Regions from separate parts of the Rattus norvegicus genome. Here regions 2 and 3 are each linked to region 1. The links are chromatin contacts, called in public Hi-C maps. All regions are on one chromosome and are shown on one strand. The core of a region is the stretch at or near the end of the contact, and the rest is flanking DNA. Distances in the headings are between cores, read along the strand shown.

Region 1 (3,669 bases), core at 258-2,757:
GATAAGTAATCTTAGTGCGGCCATTTCTCCCTCAGGTGCAATGTCCATGGTTGTCTGGAGAGTGACAAATGGGCTGAACTCAGCACAGACCGCACTGCGAGCAAGGTCCGCAGGACAGAATGCCTAGACGGTTTTGCGCTTGGTTTCAGAACACTTAATGGCAGATAAGGTAGGAAGCTTGGAAATCTGCCGGGGTCGCCAGGAGGAGGACATGAGTTGTCTACGTCCACATCACCAGGACTCGGGGCTAGGAGCTGGCGTAGGTCATGCACGTCTTTAGCTTCGGGACCTTCCGGGAACCCTGCATGCGGAGCTGTGCCTGTTGCCCAGTTTGGCCCTAGAAGGGAAGAAAGTGAACTCAAGAATCTGTGAAGAGCACAAGCCAGAGGCAAACGTGTTTGAACTGATTCATCGTGAATTAGCACATATCTCTGGGCGGGGGCCCGCATTCTCCTCTGCCCCTTGATGAGAATGGTGACCCCAGCCAGAAAACTTCGGCCGCCACGCCCCAGTCTTTTGAGTCTGGACTCTATAGCTTCCCACCTTTAGTGTGACTGGGCGACATACTTACCCTCTCCGCACTCACTTTTAGTCGAGAGAACACCAGCTCAGGAGTGTGTGTAAAGATCGAAAGAGATTGGGATCTGGCTGGGATTTGCCAACTGTAAAGTGATTAACATACGTGAGGCATTAGTGTGCGCCCTGTCAGTCACTCCTCACGTTTACAATGGGTGAATGAAGGCAGCCAGGCCGACTCGCAGGTTATACCCTTATAAGGCTATCACAAGGAAGAAAACAAAAATCTCTCGTTCTAATTTTGGCTATTCCTGTATTTCCAAATAGGAATGTGAGTTCTGAATCTTCAGATAACTACCCTCTCCAAACCCCAATTTCCAATTCAGCTGTTCCCAGTTCTGCCCTGATTACGAAATCGTACTGGCTAGTGTGTCAAGCAACCCCACAGTCTCAGCCGCTGTCAGGGGGACTGAGTCCCACCCTTCCAGGTGTACCCGGCGGGCACAGATGGGGGTCGAGGCTCAGTCAGGTGCTAAGCCGGCAGGGGGCGCGGCCCATTCGAGGTCACAGCTCCCCAAGTCCAGGGTTTTGGTTATCCAAGTGTCCCACCCGTCTCCCGGTTCTTCCAGCACTATCCAGAGAGCTCAGATCAGCACTCTGGGTTGTAGACGTTGTGGGCAAAGGATTCCCCCTCCCCAAGCTGTTCTGGCTGTCTTTTCCTTCTCACTGTTTGAACCCTATGCTGGGAAATTAGGGCAAGGGAAGTCCTGCGCCAGTCTAATCTCTCAGAGGGGATCTCTGAGACGCCTGGCCACAGGGGACCTCTTACCCCTACCCCAAACCCACAGGCAAGCTGCAAGGCAGGTCTGGTTTTAGAAGCAAGCATGCTGGAGGAAAGGGAGGGCTCCAGGGCAGAGCAGGCCCCGCCCTCCCTCCACTGAGCGCTTATAAGACGCTGGAGCTGGCGCTCACTATTCAGTGGTTTCTTGGTGACACTAGGCAGAACAACTCCAGCCTTTACCGCTCCTGGTTTCTCGGCTTCTCATCGCAGTCAGTCTTGGACTTTGCGGGTTTTGCCGCTGTCAGAAGGACGTCTCGGACTTTCTGCTTCAAGTGCTTGACAACTCACCCTTTCAGCAGGTAGGAACCGCTGGCCTCCACCGTGTTGGGGAGGGGGATGGCTTTGCCAAAGTCGGAAAACTTGCAGCGCTGGACAGGGGGAACAACCCACGTTAGGATAACCACTGTAGAGTACACCTCACGTCCCAGGTCTAGCCCACACGCACAGCCGGAGCTCTCCTGAGATCCCTCTCCTCCTTGGGCTGTGATCCTAGGACTTGAGTCAGAAACCTCTGGAAGCCTGGCACTTTGCAATGGCCTCCTTTGCCGTTCTTGTCACCCACCGGGCCAGCGCAAAAGCCTCCGGTGTTTCTCAGAGCCAGGGGGAGATAAGCAGCTGAGCCAAGGAGAGCGCTGCCAAGTGGCTCCCCCTCCTGCCGCCACCCTTCGTGTGCTGCGGGGATTGTGCAGCTGGCCGTGTTGCTCACACTCGGCTTCTTGCTCCTTTCCAGGGTATCGGAGCATCGCTACAGAATGAAGCTGGTTTCCATCGCCCTGATGTTATTGGGTTCGCTCGCCGTTCTCGGCGCGGACACCGCACGGCTCGACACTTCCTCGCAGTTCCGAAAGAAGTGAGTTTGGGACCGCGCTTTCTTTTTTTTCAGCCCGAATACCTGGCAATAAGGGAAAATTGAGGGATGGTCTGGAGGTGTTAGAAAGGGAGTGGAGACTGGAGTTGGCTGGGGCATCACTTGAACCTAAGCCAAACGCATCTGCTTGTGTTTTCTAGGTGGAATAAGTGGGCGCTAAGTCGTGGGAAGAGGGAACTACAAGCGTCCAGCAGCTACCCTACGGGGCTCGTTGATGAGAAGACAGTCCCGACCCAGACTCTTGGGCTCCAGGACAAGCAGAGCACGTCTAGCACCCCACAAGCCAGGTAACTAACTATGCTCTCTGCAGAGGATGTGCTGTGCCCTCTCCACTCTACTGGCCCTGGGGACTGTCCTGGCTGGACTGCAGCTGCAGCTCCGGTGGAGGGAGCAGGTTCCAGGTCCCTCGGGTTCTGCATGGCTGCGGTCCCAGGTGGTTGGGAGCAAAGCCCTGGTTGATGAAGTGCCCTTCCTTCTCCGCAGCACTCAGAGCACAGCCCACATTCGAGTCAAACGCTACCGCCAGAGCATGAACCAGGGGTCCCGCAGCACTGGATGCCGCTTTGGGACCTGCACAATGCAGAAACTGGCTCACCAGATCTACCAGTTTACAGACAAAGACAAGGACGGCATGGCCCCCAGAAACAAGATCAGCCCTCAAGGCTATGGCCGCCGGCGCCGGCGTTCCCTGCCAGAGGTCCTCCGAGCCCGGACTGTGGAGTCCTCCCAGGAGCAGACACACTCAGCTCCAGCCTCCCCGGCGCACCAAGACATCTCCAGAGTCTCTAGGTTATAGGTGCGGGTGGCAGCATTGAACAGTCGGGCGAGTATCCCATTGGCGCCTGCGGAATCAGAGAGCTTCGCACCCTGAGCGGACTGAGACAATCTTGCAGAGATCTGCCTGGCTGCCCCTAGGGGAGGCAGAGGAACCCAAGATCAAGCCAGGCTCACGTCAGAAACCGAGAATTACAGGCTGATACTCTCTCCGGGCAGGGGTCTGAGCCACTGCCTTGCCCGCTCATAAACTGGTTTTCTCACGGGGCATACGCCTCATTACTACTTGAACTTTCCAAAACCTAGCGAGGAAAAGTGCAATGCTTGTTATACAGCCAAAGGTAACTATCATATTTAAGTTTGTTGATGTCAAGAGGTTTTTTTTTTTGTAACTTCAAATATATAGAAATATTTTTGTACGTTATATATTGTATTAAGGGCATTTTAAAGCGATTATATTGTCACCTTCCCCTATTTTAAGAAGTGAATGTCTCAGCAAGGTGTAAGGTTGTTTGGTTCCGTGTGTGTGTGTGTGTGTGTGTGTGTGTGTGTGTGTGTGTAAGGTGGAGAGCGCCTGATTACCGCCTGTGGATGAAGAAAAAACATTGTGTCTTCTATAATCTATTTACATAAAATATGTGATCTGGGAAAAAGCAAACCAATAAACTGT
Region 2 (3,745 bases), core at 711-3,210, 310 kb before region 1:
TTGTCATTTCTTGGGATTATTTCCTAATGGACTCCCCACTTATGCCTATCTTGGAATATCTTTTTTAATCGAAGTTTTTCTTTAGCATTTTCTAAGTTTCCAGGTCTTACATTAAAATCTTCAATTCTATTTTGAATTGATTTTTCTGCATCATGAGAGATAGGGATAGTTTCATTCTTCAATAGGTAGATATCTAGTTTTTACAGTACTAAATGTTAAAGAGGCTTTTTTCCCCCCAATATATATATATATATTTTTACAGTTTTTTTTCTTTCTTTTTTTTGGAGCTGGGGACCGAACCCAGGGCCTTGTGCTTGCTAGGCAAGCGCTCTACCACTGACCTAAATCCCCAACCCCTACAGTTTTGTTTAAACACCTACAGTTTTGTTTAGGTGACTGTAGTTGTGTGTGTTTCCTCTGGGTCCTCTAACCTACTTCCCTCGTCTATGTGTTTGTTTTGGGTCAGTTACTGTTTTTTTGCTACTGTGGCTCCTAGTGTATTTTGAGATCAGGTATTGTGGTACCCTAGCATTGTGCTTTCTGTTCAGGACTGCTTTGGCTATTCATGGTCTTTTGTGCTTACATATGCATTTACAAATTGTTTTTGCTAATTCTGTGAAGGATGTCAGTGGAATTTTTATGGGAATTGCATTAAATATGTAGACTGCTTTTGACAATATAGTTATTCTTATAATATTGATTCTGTCTTCTTCAATCTTCTCAATGCTTTATTTCACCCCCCACCCCCCATATGTATCTCAGTATGGGTATAAGCACGTGAATACAAGGGCCTGTTGAGGCCACAAGAGGGTGCTGGAACACCAGAGCTGAGAGTTGTAGGTGGTTCTGAGCTGTGTGATGTGGGTATTGGGATGTCATTAATTTGAAACTTGTACACTACTAATGACCTGCACTATCAAGTCCTGAAAATTTTATCATTTACTTATATCCATTTTCAGAAATGCCTATTTCAACCCTACTGCTGCCTGCAAATATCAGAGATGCACAGACAACTTGCCACATTCTAAGAGATTAGTTGTATAAATATTTAATGTCAGTCTGGAGCCTCTACCCTGCCTTTGATCATCCAGGTCACAGATAAAACGCACAAATTTTATATTTATAATAAGCCTTAATCAGCACTAGGGCTGGGCAGATATCTACTGTCTGTACTATTAGAATCTACTTTCCCACCAATAACCCTGAGTTATAACTTGCTATGTTCCATCTGGGCAGCTCTTAACTCCAGCTAGTTAGCCCTCATGGCTATGCTTTCATGATTCCCTACCCTATGGTGGCTTCCACCTCTTTCCACCTTCTTCTCCTTCCTCATGGTTCTCCTCCCCTCACCTCTCCTTCACCCCCAACCAGGTAACTCAAAACCCACCTACCTCTAATTCTTCCTGTAACTGGCTGTAGCCAATTTTATTTAAGCAATAGTTTTAAATTAAGGAACAAAGTTTGCACAATGAAAGCTGGTAAATGTGAGAGTTCACTCCTAGGCCTAGACATAGTTTAGGATTACAATACATAGCAAAAGACCAAACCTCAACATTAGTTACATATTTTCAGGTTTCCTTCTACGATTACAATTCTAAATCTAGTGTTATTAGCTGGAAATGTATCATCCAAGAGTATGAGAAAACAGATCAGTTTCTCCCAGGCATTGCAGTTGTTCTCTGACTTCTTCATTGTAAACCTTAACCATCAACAAACACTACAGCACCCTGCTGACTGAGGGATCTGTCTGCTTTCATTACCCCAGTACTCAAAACCTTCTTTGCTCATGACTTCTCTTTATATCTCTAAAATCCCTGAAAAATCTATCTGTGACCACAAGGACAGCTCTAAAGCTAGAAAAATTAAAAAAGAAAGGGAATCTGTTGAGTCACCGAGTGTTTATAATAACACACAATTCACTTCCTGTTGCAATAATTTCTTCTGTAATTCAACAGCTCCCCCACAGATCCCCATGAAGTCTATGACTTCTCAAAAATGTCAACAATGCTGACTAGTGTTAACGGAAAGAGTGCTGCCTAAGCAAAATCAAACTAGAAGAATAGTCTATTTTTTACAAAGTTCGTTTTAGGGACAAGCAGTTGATAAAATCAGTTTTTGTTACTCATAAAGACAGTCATGAATTCTGTATTTTCCAATTATAGCATGCTACAAGGACCTCAAAATTTTCTAGTTCCCATCATACAGCCAAAAGTCCATGCCCTAAAGAATATATTATAGTCTGCTGAAAAATCAATGTAAGTATCAAGCAGTCAAGTGATTTCCAGATCAAGGATCAGAACTATTGAGGGGCTCCAAGGAGGTGGAAGGGCACAGAAAAATACAGAAAAAAAAAACCCATTGGGAGAGTTTAGCTAATTCACAGAGAACATTCTCATTGTTAATCTGGATGAAAATGCTTTTTAGCATTTGTGAAGGGCAGTAATTAGTACTGATTATATACGAAAAACCATTTACATATAGATCTATAAGGGTATTTTGCTTGGGACTAGACATATTAGAATGCTTGTTTAGCATGTGTGAGGTCTTAGGTTCATTCAATAGTACTAAATAAACACACATGTATTTATGTGTGTACATTTATGTATATATCTTTAGATGAGCATATTTATTTTGCTTACATGCTCCTTGGAGTTAAAGTCAGTAAATGGAGACTTGCTTCCTGCTCTAGCTAGAATTATAGGTAGCAGAGGAGAATACAGACCCATCATAGGTAGTACAGGATAGTACTTACGAAGCTGGACTGATTGTGGACATCTGCCTAAGCCCCATGAGCCCAGCAACTACATCTCTTCTGTACTTCCATGCATATGCAGAGGCTGGTCAAGAAGACGTTCAACCTGCAGCTGAACTCCATCCTGCTCTTCATCCTACCGCTATCCACTGTGCACTCACTACATGCCTGCCACTCCAACAGATGCTTTAAGTTCATCACTGCCTTCCATCTTTACTTATCACCACCCCATACATTTGTTTAAGATCTCAGAATAAGCTGGAGTTCAAATTCACATCTGGTTTCCATTTTAGGGCTTTCCTCCCATATCTTAGTTACATTTCTATTGCTGTCAAGAGACACCACGACTAAGGCGATTTATAAAAGATAAGGGTGCATTAGGGGCTGGCTTACAGTTTTGGAGGGTTAGGACATGATCATCATGGCAGGAAGCATGGCAGTAGGCATAACCTTGGAGCAGTAGCTGACAGCTTACACGTTAAGACAACAACCACAAGTCAGAGAGATAGATCCAACTGGGAACTGCATGAGGTTTTGAAACCTCACAGCTCACCTCAGTGATGAAACCCATCCAACCAGGCCACACCAGAGGCCAAATATTGAAGCCTATGAGCCTATTGTGATGCTCTCATTCACACCACAGTAGTTCACCTCCTGTAGTACAGCACAAGAATGTACAGTCAGAGCTCAGAGTGGAGGCTGCGGAGCTAACGCTGTCAGCTGCATGTGGCTGTTCGCTTCGTTCTGGCTACTTATGAGGTGTCTGAGAGAGTGTGTTTATGACAGAGAGGAGGAGAGTAGAGTTTGACTTTTACCATTTATGTAGAAACCAGAGGATGACTTTGGATGTCTTCTTTTGCTATCTCTACTTTGTATTTTGAAACAGGGTCTCACACTGAACCTGGAACTGTTTCCTTGAGACTGGCTAACCAGCAATCCTCCAGGATCTGCCAGTCTCTACACCCACAGGGCTGGGCGATAGGCCGACATCTC
Region 3 (3,889 bases), core at 791-3,290, 400 kb before region 1:
AGGACCCGTGGCCTCTGGCCTCAGAGATGCCATCTAGCAGATCCCCAGGCAATGGCTAACGGCTACAACAGGCCCTCAGGGTAGAGATGGTACTTCTGTCTCGACCTTAACATGGCTGAAAGTGCTCAGAGGCAGTGAGGTCACAAGGCCTGAGTTGTGGGGACATGGAGGACATTCACAGTGGGACCAATGCCAACTCGGTGACAGAAACCCCTTTGCAGGGTTAGAGACTGTCCCAGGTGCCTGCTGCACCTTGGAGCCACCCCCTGGGGGCCGGAAGCGTCTCCCACCTTCTTTCAACCTCAGGATTCACATCAGTGTCTCCTCCTCAGGTCGGATGGGGTGGCCTAAAGCTGTCCCTGCCTCTTTGGGTAAATAAGGGTTGTGTATTGCTCTAGCTCAGGCAATGTTGAATGGCCTTGGCAAGTCCTCCTGCCAGCTCAGATGAAGTCCTCTTCAGCAGAAACCTTTGCTCCCCATGGCCCTACTAGGTGGCCTGGAAACAAAGGCCTCTGTCTGCACCTTCCTCCTGTTCTCCAGGAAATCGCCCCAGGTGGTTCTTGCACACCTGTCCTGATTCCTCACCACTCACCTCTCCCTACCCTCTGTAGCCCGCCTTCTACCCTCTCCACTCCACCAATGGCACCCAAGTCACTGGTAACCCCAGGACCCCAGATCCCTCCCCACAGCTTGCTTGTTCGTTTATTTAATTATTTGGATGCTGGGCATCAAACCCAGCCTTACACCTCCTAGGGAAGTGTTCTACCATTGACCCCTACCCTTAGCCTTTTATTCTTGAGAATGTTTTCTCTTGTAGCTCAGGCTGCCCAGCTGGCTAGCCTTCCCTCTGGAGCCTTCTTCTTCTCCTTCCTCCTCTTCCTTCTCCCCCTCCTCCTCCTCCTCTTCTCCCACTTCCTTCTCCTCCTCTTCCTTTTTGGGGTTTTCAAGATAGGGTTTCTCTGTGTAGCTCTGGCTGTCCTGGAACTTACTGTGTAGACCAGGCTGGCCTCAACTCACAGAGATCCACCTGCCTCTGCCTCCTGAGTATGGGGTGAAAGGTGTGCATCCCAGCCTGGCCTGGAGTTCACCTTTTTTTCTTAAACTCTCTGCTCCTTTTGTTGGCTCTGCAGCCTGGCCCTGGCCCACCCTCTGTCCCCCTGCATGGCTCACTTTCCGCCACACAGCCAAACACACCAGTGTGCTGAAGGGTGGGGTGCTCTCTCACGGTGCTGCTGTCCCAGGGCTTGGTTCCACTTCTGCTTTTTTGCCTCCTACATTCCTCTGAGGGTCCCTGAAAGCTCATCTTCTGCTCTTGGTGCCTTGGGTTGCAGAGATTTACTGTTCCCTTCTCCCAGCCTGAGCTCTGGTCGTCCCTCAGTGATCAGCAGCTCTGTGAGAAGGGCTATCACACAACTAGGCGTGCAGTTTGGGGAACCTAGAAGGTCATTTTGGAAATGTCTGTCCCTCATTCTTCATGGTCAGGCCTGTAGTGGTCAGTGTCTGTCTTTATCCATAATCACTTTGCAGAGCTCTCACACACGTTGCTGTCCCACACGAGTGGCCCTTGACACTCCAGTCTGCAGTTGATCTTGACTTCTTGCTCCTCAGCCCACAGTAGTCTCACAAGTGGTCTTTGGGATGCCTCCTTCTCCAGTACTTCATATTGTAGCCACTGTCCCTGGCTGTGCCCTGCGGGAGTCAGGGGTTGATGGCCTAGAGGAGTGGGGTCTGCTCAGGACACAGCTCCAGATTTCCATCCAGCCCAGTCTCAGGTCCAGCCCTCTGCAGGGCAGGAGGGGCCAACCTGTATGTGGGGTACAGGCCTGCTGGATGTGCAGAGATCCACAAGGCCTCCTGGGGACCTGGAAGAGGTTCTGAAATTCGCAGGATCAAGTTTCAGAAAACACAGGTCAGGGTCCGCAGAGCAGGCAGTGGGGAAGGCCAAGCCCAGCTAATTTCCTGTCAGCAGGGCCCAGAGGCCCCAGCCTCTCTCTAGGCTGGCCGCAGGGGAGGAGATGCCGGGAATGGTTCACATTCCTCTGGCTGGGGCTGTACAGAACGTGGAACCTCAGGGGACCTCGGGGAATGAGGAGATGGATCTGCTGTGGCCAGAGAGGGGGGAACAGTCCAGGCATCTGTTGTTGAACCGTTGCCTGGCTGAGGCCAAGGCTTGCAGAGAGGATGCTGGAAGCAGGAAAAGAGGCTACAGGAGCCTGGAGAGAGAAAAGTCTGACCCACATAGGGTCGCCAGGCACCACCCCCTGAGCCCAGAGCAAACTCATTTGTTTCCTGCCCAGGCCTGGATTTCCTAGAAGGCTCAGCTATGGTTGGGCTGTGTGGCAGCGGCGGGGCCAAGCTGGGCTGGGCTCCTCTTGGAAGGGACTGAAGTCCACCACATACTGAACAGCCTTTCCAGTGCTCTGGTTGTATGTGGCAGAGGATATGAGTGGCTAAATCAGCTGGGGCCCTGTTCTCTACTAGAAGGCTCAAGTTCCCTCCTAGAGAAGGAACTTTATGTCCCGTCTGGTCCCCAGGAGGGGATTCCCAGCCTTGAACAGCTGTCCAGAAGCTTGGCCCAGGCAGGGTTGACAGGTTCCCTCCCCCTCTGGCCTAGATAGAAGAAGGGCACACAGGATAAAATCCAACAATTCTGGGCTCAAATCCTAGCTCCATTCGGCTCTGCAGTGTGACCTTAGACTAGGTCATTTAACCCCCTGAAAAATCTCCCTAATACAAGTGTCCTGTCAGGGCCTGGCTTCTCCCTGCCCGGCCAGCCTTCCCACCAGATAGGGCCTAGTCTACCCAGATTTTCTGCCTCCTCAAGTCTGAACAGACTCAACAGTTCCCAACCTGCCTGCCCTGAGCACGCCTCGCCCCGGAGATCCTGGAGATTGGCTGGGTTTCTTTCCTTGCCTTCCCCCACGCCCTCTCTGCCCAGCCTCCACCACATGTAAGAGTCAACATAAATGCCACTGGTCAAGGAGTCTCTTCTCCACAGAAGGTCATGTGTTCCTTGTGCCTTTCTGCTGGTTTCTGCCTGCCCTTACGCAAACAGCTCTGGCTACCCTGGACATAGTGCTTGCTGACTTTATTTAGGACCCAGAGTGTCTGAGCATCACCGCAGAGAGCATGAAGGGACACAAGTTGAATAGATAGACAATGGTCAGGGCTTTCGTATGACCAGTTCGTTCACGGTAGGCACCATCCTGTGCTTGGGGTGGGGAAGAGGCTGAGGGTTGGAGGATTCTCACATACTGGGGTCCTGGGAAGAGAAATGCTTTTACCTTCATGGTAAGGCTCCTAGTCCCCCCAAGGACTAACTCAGCTAGTGGTGTTAAGAGGCCACCAGAACCTGGCAGAACCAGGTGAGGGTGGGTCCGTGTCCTGTGAGTGTTAATGTCACCAGGGTGTGGTCTGTGTGCGTGTGAATGCACACACCTTCTACATTACTGCTGGTGCATGCCCATGACTGCACTGACACGTGCATGGCATCTCCCCATCCTCCGACATCAGCCCTCACTCTCTGAGGTACCCCTGCCCCATGTCTGACTTTTTTTTTTTTTTTTTTTTTTTTTGGTTCTTTTTTTTCGGAGCTGGGGACCGAACCCAGGGCCTTGCGCTTCCTAGGTAAGCGCTCTATCACTGAGCTAAATCCCCAGCCCCTCCATGTCTGACTTTTAACCCTGGGCCACCCTCACCTGATTCCTCGTCCAGGGCTCCTCCCTCCTCACATCCTCAGCTCCCGTCTGATGGTGCATGAGTAGCTTCATGATGCTATGGCAAGCGACTAGAGGCAGCATGGTACTGTGCGCTTCTGGAGGGTGTGTGCTCCCTGCTCAAGGCTTCTTTCCATCTCCAGGGCTCTCGGTGGCTGCCTGGGTGGCTGCCT

What was found. Hi-C and Micro-C count contacts between places; a contact is called where the count stands out from the background.
Region 2: a Hi-C map of the Rat2 cell line shows a contact between it and region 1, with 12 times the contacts expected there. The contact joins the enhancer-like site here to the promoter of Adm in region 1. A contact is called at or near these places in 5 of 12 Hi-C or Micro-C datasets (the Rat2 cell line, Schwann cells, kidney and 1 more).
Region 3: a Hi-C map of liver shows a contact between it and region 1, with 3 times the contacts expected there. The contact joins the enhancer-like site here to the promoter of Adm in region 1. A contact is called at or near these places in 11 of 12 Hi-C or Micro-C datasets (the A7r5 cell line, Schwann cells, frontal cortex and 6 more) and 1 of 1 datasets of contacts at active chromatin or transcription factors (oligodendrocytes).

Annotation. Positions count from the first base shown.
Region 1 is chr1:174,178,693-174,182,361 of GRCr8, forward strand. Adm (adrenomedullin) reads left to right here and starts at 1,508. Exons shown (of 4, transcript NM_012715.2): 1 at 1,508-1,656; 2 at 2,088-2,207; 3 at 2,366-2,512; 4 at 2,709-3,669. The coding sequence starts at 2,110. The coding sequence ends at 3,021.
Region 2 is chr1:173,872,296-173,876,040 of GRCr8, forward strand. All of the region lies in intron 16 of Sbf2 (SET binding factor 2), which reads right to left. Among named protein-coding and RNA genes, the nearest start is that of Swap70, 170 kb to the left of the region's middle. Within about 2 kb of position 1,961, at least 8 of the 93 cell types and tissues checked have an H3K27ac peak or open chromatin away from gene starts, as enhancers often do.
Region 3 is chr1:173,774,846-173,778,734 of GRCr8, forward strand. No RefSeq gene overlaps it. Among named protein-coding and RNA genes, the nearest start is that of Swap70, 74 kb to the left of the region's middle. Within about 2 kb of position 2,041, at least 33 of the 93 cell types and tissues checked have an H3K27ac peak or open chromatin away from gene starts, as enhancers often do. A contact at or near this core is called in the A7r5 cell line, Schwann cells, kidney and 1 more, where this site is marked.